2 separate regions of the Ovis aries genome follow, and region 1 is linked to region 2. A link is a contact called in public Hi-C data. All regions are on one chromosome and are shown on one strand. Each heading gives the region's core, a stretch centred on a gene start, on an enhancer-like site or on the middle of the called end of the contact. The rest is flanking DNA. Distances are from core to core; before and after follow the strand shown. Region 1 overlaps RYK (receptor like tyrosine kinase). Region 2 has its middle 20 kb from the start of CEP63.

Region 1 (3,452 bases), core at 613-3,112, 250 kb after region 2:
TCAGGGGTAGGGACCTCTTTTCATCTTTCTCTGGGTCCCTTGTGCCTGTTGCAGCACCTGGTACTTAGTTACAGGTGCTCCTTAACTGACGAGGGAAGAGATGCACAGGGCACAGCTCAGCAAAGGGGCAACTTCGGAGCAGTTAGAGCTTTTCAGTTAGGATGTGCCGCTTCGGAGGCAGTGGATGCCTGTATCTAGAAGTGTGGAAACATGGGTCGTGTATTCTTGACAAACTATTTGGCAAACTAGTTGCACACCTGGGATTTTGCAGATATTTTACTGTGAATAAAGTTGTAAATTTGAAAAAATATAGTTTTAAAATGGAAAAAAATGAATGTAACTCATAGTTTGAACATATAGCTAAGCCTGTAGAAGGTATAAGAATTCTGAGGAAAGTACTAGTCATGTTATGACTTAAAATGTTTTATAGTAAAAAAGCAAAGGAGTGTGTGTATGTTAAATCTAATGTCAGGTTTGACCTCCATTGCAACTCCTAGTTCCAGTTTTAGGGCATAATTTCTTTTGTGGTTTTAGCATAGTTGTTTAATTGAAGTTTGTTTATTTTAAAAATTAATCTTTTGAGTATTTTGTTTATGCATATGGTACAAAATGCGAAAGGCATAGGGGTATGTAGTGAAAAATAAATCCCCTAGCCCTTTCTAGTACCATCCCCAAGCAATTTAGCCACCTAACTCCCCTTCCATTGGCAGCCACTGTTCCCTGATTCTGATCTCCCCTTCTAAAGATAGTCTGTACATGGATAAGCATCTAGATATGTGTATGTATGTGTGTGTATATATATATTTTTGAAATGATAGTCATGCAAGGGGGCAGGAGAGACATGATGAAGAGTTCTTCACCTGATCTTGTTAGCTCTGGAATGCAGTTAGGAACTTTCAGAAGGAGAGTCAAGGCTTCTCGGGTCCAACACTTTGCAATTATTGCTTTTTAAGAATTACCAGAAGATGAGATACTTGCTTCTAAAGATCTTCAGTCTTCTTGGTATGTCACTTCATTGTGGATATTTTAACATTATCGAAGCTTCTGATAATAGTGTTCTGCAGTGACTTTGTTTTATCTTGCCAAACAGATTGTGGTCTTCTCAGAGACTGGAGCTTTGTCTTACTCTTGACATTGTATCACACTGCCTTAGAGAGTGGTTGGTAAATATAATGGGTTAATTGCATTTCCAGATGGGGTAAGAACTCTGGTGTTGCTTTTCTTTCACAGTCCCCTTACTGCTGGTTTTAACAGATAACAACTTGCTTCGGCATTCCAGAACATTCTCCAGTATCCAGGAAAAAAACTTGCAATTGCATCTGTTAAGTGTCAGATATTTTAGATAGCTGAAAGGCAAAAATATACCAAAAGGTAGCAGAATACTTACCCCACTCAGTCTCTATAAGCTGTTCTTTGGTTTCAGAAATTCATCATTGTCAGGAGGGTCTGCAGGGAACTTGTCCAGAGTTCCTACAGCAGCCCTGGGGGCCAGCCTGCTGTATCCCCTGCAGAGTGGGGTTTCTGTGAGAAAGGCAGCACTTGTGATAATTTCAGAGAAATTGAAAGGCTGTTGGGCTTCAGGCAAAGTGTACTCACTTTAAATCTGTACTGGGTTCCAAGAGGAAGTGGCTTTACTTAGCAGCTGCCTATTTGCAATTACCATTTGTTTCCAAGTAAGGGAAGATTACAAAAAATGTTTATTTCTTAGCTTATTCAAATATTTATATTTTTTTCTTATTTCTTTTCTGAAGTATTTTGGCTCATTCTTTGTTCGGATAAACAACTGATTTTCAGATTTTCTTTGTTCCAGTAGATTATAAATGTTAGTTTTAGAGCAGATCTGTTTCTTCAAAGGATTATTGGCCAGTGAGAGTCTGTATAGATCGATGGCATGCCAAAATAGAAAAAACTGCCCTTTAATAATAAGCTGTTTCTAACCCCAGAAACTACAATTTAAAATTTTATATTCTGAAGATTCCTGAGGGAGAAGAGAACTGCTTTGGAATGCCTTTCATGTTTAGGCAGTCCCTCAAAAAGGGAGGCCACAGGGCAGGCGCCATGCTTTCACGCTTTTCTGTGTTCCAGGCGGCTGCTGCTGGCCAAAGGGCTGGGCTTCTCAGAAATCCTGCTCAACCCCTTCACCACTTCTCCGCGTGCCTCTGATGCTACCCAGCTCCATTCACGAGCCCATTTCTCTACCTTTTGCCCTCACCCCCTGCCACACTGAGGCTCTCCAGTGCTGGTCTCGTCCCTGCCCTCAGACTACAATTAGGGCCTTTAACCTTGTTTGCAGCTCGCTCTGTCTACTGCCCCAGGGGTTCTGGTCCCTGGCTGGCTGTGCCTCTGCCTGCAATTATTGAGACCTAGAGTAAAGGAGACAGCAAGTGTGGGGAAGCATAGTAAATTTGGTTTTCAATCTGCTGTGTTTGAGAGCTGTAAGATTATTAGGCACATATGTCTAGTAAGTTATTAGGCATATGGGAGAGAATGAAGATGTAGGAGAGTGAGAGAGACGAGCTGATGATACAGGATCCCATTAGTGGTCTAGTGGGCTAAGGCTAGTGTGCTGAGAGAAGGGTTTATCATTTGGAGAAGGGAATAAATCTCTCCTTGGGAGTGGAGTGCAGAGGAAGAGTGCTCTAACAGATCTGCCTGGAAAGTGAAAAGTAAAGTCGCTCAGTCGTGTCCGACGCTTTTCGACCCCATGGACTGTGTCCTACCAGGCTCCCCCGTCCATGGGATTTTCCAGGCAAGAATACTGGAGTGGTTTGCCATTGCCTTCTCCAGGAGATCTTCCTGACACAGGGATTGAACCTGGGTCTCCCACATTGTAGGCAGACGCTTTACCATCTGAGCCACCAAATCTGCCTGGAGCTGAAAAGAAAGGCAGAAAGTGGGGTGCAGGTTCTTGTGTGCCAGGTGAAGGGGACAGGAGCATTGTCTGAGAGGAGGAAAGTGGGGCGGGCAGCAGGTGGTGAAGCCGTGAGTCCCATGAGGTTTGGAGTGAGACGACTAGGGAGAAGGGGCTGAGTGGGGAAGGGACTGCTGAGCGGGATTAATGGCCTACCCTGAACGTGGGGATCATCGTTGTGTAAGAGCAGCTTTCTCTCTGGTCTGTGGTTTCCCCTGGCTGTGCTGGGCAGCAGGGGTGGCGTGAGAGGTGGTCAGTGTTCTGACGGCAAAAAGACGATGTTGGTAGCCAGTCTTCTCTGGGGCACAGTCTGTGGAAAGTGAAACCAGGTCCCTGGATGGATAGGCTGGAGAGAATGGAAATAGTGTCACTGGCTATTACATCCCAGCTATGAGCACAGCCCTTGGTTTACAAATGTGCTTCATAAGTGTTGGTTGAATCAGTGTTGGAATCAAAGAACTGGTTTTGTAGAAATCAGAGGTTGTGATGGGCTCTTTGATAGATTGGGATTTTTACATTTGTTTTGGTTATGAAGTACTTC
Region 2 (3,532 bases), core at 424-2,923:
TATTATCCCTCCATCTATCTAGAAGGACAAGGAGAAAGAAAGCAAATATGCCAAAATTTGTTGAACCTAGGTAGAGGGATATGGGTTTTCACTGTATTATTTTTCCAACTTTTCTGTATTTTAAAATTTGTCTCATAAAGTCGGAAATAAAAACATATCCAAACACACACACACTTTTCCTGCGCAAGCAAATTTTTCCAGATGTGGGAGCAAAGCCTGTGGCTTGCCCAGATGCAATTAGGGCCAAAAAGCATTGGCCATCCTTCCCTCTGGCTTCTTAGAGCCAGTGCATCTCACTCCTGTGTCCTGAGTAGCCTGCAGAGACCTCAGTGTGCATTAGGTCAGAAGCCCCTTCCCCAGTCTCCCTACAGACAGAATCCAGGTCAGTCCCTACTGGGGAGCAGAGACCTAGCTGAGTCTCTGCCCCTCTTCCTAGAGAGGCAGAGTCCACTTGCGGTTTTATGTTTAGCTGCTTCAGTCATGTTGGACTCTCTGTGACCCCATGGACTGTAGCCTGCCAGGATCCTCTATCCATGGGGATTCACCAGACAAGAATACTGGAGTGGGTTGCCATGTCTTCCTCCAGGGGATCTTCTCAACCCAGGCATGAAACCCAGGTCTCCTGCATTGTAGGCAGATTCTTTACTGTCTGAGCCACCAGCGAAGCCCAAGAATACTGGAGTGGGTAGCCTATCCCTTTCTTCACCACCCAGGAATCAAACTGGGGTCTCTTGCATTGCAGGCAGATTCTTTACCAGCTGAGCTACCAGAGAAGCCCTAGAGAGGCTGTATTTAACTTGAAATATATCCCACCCCAGTGCCTATTTATGCCAGCCAACCCCAGGAAGGGCAGAGGTGGCCACTGGTAGGAAGAGGACCTGGGGACTCCTTCATTGCCACAGGACCCTTCATCTGTTCTCCATCTGGTGTTTATTTTGGGGATAGAAGGGTGAGGAGAATGGGGGTAAAGGAATTGCAAAAATAAAAAAAGGAATTTTAATGAGAACCATCTGGAGTGCTTGCCAAGGGTGTAATGTTTGGTCTAAGAAAGTAATTCTTAGTTTAAATGAGGAAAAGAGAAGTGGAGGAAACTATTACATCGTGCTTACCCCCCAAAACTGACTCTGAAGAGAATCACCTAGAACACGCACATCACACACGATGGGGGTGAGACAGAGCTGAAGGGAGGAGGAGAGCGCCTCTCTTTGCCCTGGCGTGCGGCAGAGAGGCGGAATGTCTCTCCTCTGCCAAGGAGACTTTGAGGGATGCATTGTGGCGGGCCCGGGGCCAGCGCAGGAATCTGGAATCTGGGTAACCGTGGAAACGGGCCCGCGGGTGACAACAAACACGGGCTGGAATTTCAGCATTCGCAGCCAGGCCACGGAGGAATGGGAAAATTCGGGAAAGTTTTCCTGTTTGTTTTTAAGCCTAGGATGGGGAGGGGGCCTGGCGGGAAGCGCTGGAGGGAGCCACAGTGCTCCGAATAAACGCTCCCTGCCGGCACCGCCGCGGAATCACATGGAGCCAGACTCCCGAAGTCTCCATTTTCACCTTATTCTCTTTATTTATAGCCCGCCGCATTCCACCAAGCATTCCACCAGGTCTAAAGCCGCTCCTGAGGGGTGTCGGTGCACAGTCGGATCCCTTTCCTTCCCCAGCAGCAGGAAAATCACAGATCCCGAGGACGCCCCTTCTACGTCGTCTCAATTCAGCCTCACAATAACCCACAATGACCAGGGGGGCCAGGTCCCCACTTTACACATGGGCGAAGGAAATTCAGAAAGCCAAGATTCGAGGGTGGTCTGCCCAACCCAGGCCCATCCTCCTCGCACCAGAATATCCCACCCTTAATCTTTATTCTGAAATGAATGAATAATTATGGTAGTCAACATTCAAGAAGGAGAGAGGCTATACTGCTTGGATCAGCATACATATGCCAGCTATCCTTGTGGCTAAAGATGTGGGTCTTGATTGAATGGGAAAAGATCCATGTGAAAGAAGGAAGAAATTTTTAGAGTTAATAGGCAGAAAAAGAACTCATGAAATAGATAAGCAACAAGGTCCTACTGTATAGCACAGAGACTATAGTCCCTGTAATAACCTACAATGGAAAAGAATCTGGAAAAGATGTATATATAAACATATACATATATATATTTACCTGAATGATTTTGCTGTACACCTGAAACATTGTAAATCAACTGTACTTCCAAAAAAAAACAAAGAAAAAACAACCTATGGACCCTAGAATTTTCTTCTCTTGAAACCTTTAGAAATAGAATGCCTGGTAGAGTACCTGGACAGAAGCAGGCCTGCTGCAGCTAAGTCACTTCAGTCGTGTCCGACTCTGTGCGACCCCAGAGACGGCAGCCCACCAGGCTCCCCTGTCCCTGGGATTCTCCAGGCAAGAACACTGGAGTGGGTTGCCATTTCCTTCTCCAATGCATGAAAGTGAAAAGTGAAAGTGAAGTGGCTCAGTCGTGCCGACTCTTAGCAACCCCATGGACTGCAGCCCTCTGTCCATGGGATTTTCCAGGCTCCTCCATCCATGGGATTTTCCAGGCAAGAGTACTGGAGTGGGGCGCCATTGGTACCATTACTTTAAGGCAGTCACTGCGGGTTTGAACCAGTGTAGAGTCGGGCTGGGCCCCACATCCTAGGTCCAGGTACAAGGTTCTCTTCTGGACAGCATGTCCCCAGAACCTCTGGAAACAAGCCCATAGTTGACCTTGGAGTCCAAAATGGGTTTTGATGAAACAGATGAATCAGCAGGGTTAAAATAGGAGGTCGTAGAACCATCACAGAGCAGAGGATGGTTACAGAGAAGGGGGGGGAAGTGCTTAGCTTTGCATTCTTCGCAACTGAGATCAATATGGTGTACAGTCCTTCCTAATTTCACTGTTATGACCATCGATAGTTAAGAAGGTGTGTCTGTTCTGAAAAAAAGAGACTCCATTCTTTGCTAAATTCTTTCGAAAAGAAGATAGTTTTAAATCACCAGAGTTACATAACTTTATAACAGTTTCAAGAAATCATCTTGAAACTTCATTAGTAAAAAAATGCTCCTGAAGAAGCCAACAGGAAATAAAGAATTGCAAGGAATTTTTGGAAATAAGAGGATGTTTTCTTTTGTTTGTTTTCAAAGTGGGGAAAAAAAGTTTTTAAGGAAAAAGGAAGCCCTGACCCACATAAAGATAGGGTTTCAGTGAAACTAATTTGAGCCCAAGAGGGAAAGTGTTGGCTGCTTAGGAGTGTGAGTGCCCAGGCCATAGAAGGTCTATGTGGGCTGTGGAGAGCATCAGCTTTCCCTGATAAAAGGGCTCCAGAACAGAGCCAGTTTTACACTAAAAGTGAAATTTCATTCACAGAAAAATAACAAATCTGCCTGAGAGTGTCCGCAGCCATGTTGAAATTTATACAGAAACTTAAAAATTGTTTTAGTTCATAATTCAGGAATAGCTGCTATTTATCCTGAAGTCACTGATTTTCCCCGAAAGCTCTGCCCTATACTTTTTAATCCTGAAACCCCCAT

The links. A called contact is a pair of places that touch in the nucleus more often than the background predicts.
Region 1: a Hi-C map of mixed tissues shows a contact between it and region 2, with 2.4 times the contacts expected there. The contact joins two enhancer-like sites. A contact is called at or near these places in 7 of 16 Hi-C or Micro-C datasets (blood, hypothalamus, liver and 3 more).

The regions. Positions count from the first base shown.
Region 1 is chr1:255,763,414-255,766,865 of ARS-UI_Ramb_v3.0, forward strand. The region is part of intron 2 of RYK (receptor like tyrosine kinase); the gene reads left to right. Among named protein-coding and RNA genes, the nearest start is that of RYK, 33 kb to the left of the region's middle. Within about 2 kb of position 1,863, at least 3 of the 54 cell types and tissues checked have an H3K27ac peak or open chromatin away from gene starts, as enhancers often do.
Region 2 is chr1:255,516,213-255,519,744 of ARS-UI_Ramb_v3.0, forward strand. No RefSeq gene overlaps it. Among named protein-coding and RNA genes, the nearest start is that of CEP63, 20 kb to the left of the region's middle. Within about 2 kb of position 1,674, at least 26 of the 54 cell types and tissues checked have an H3K27ac peak or open chromatin away from gene starts, as enhancers often do.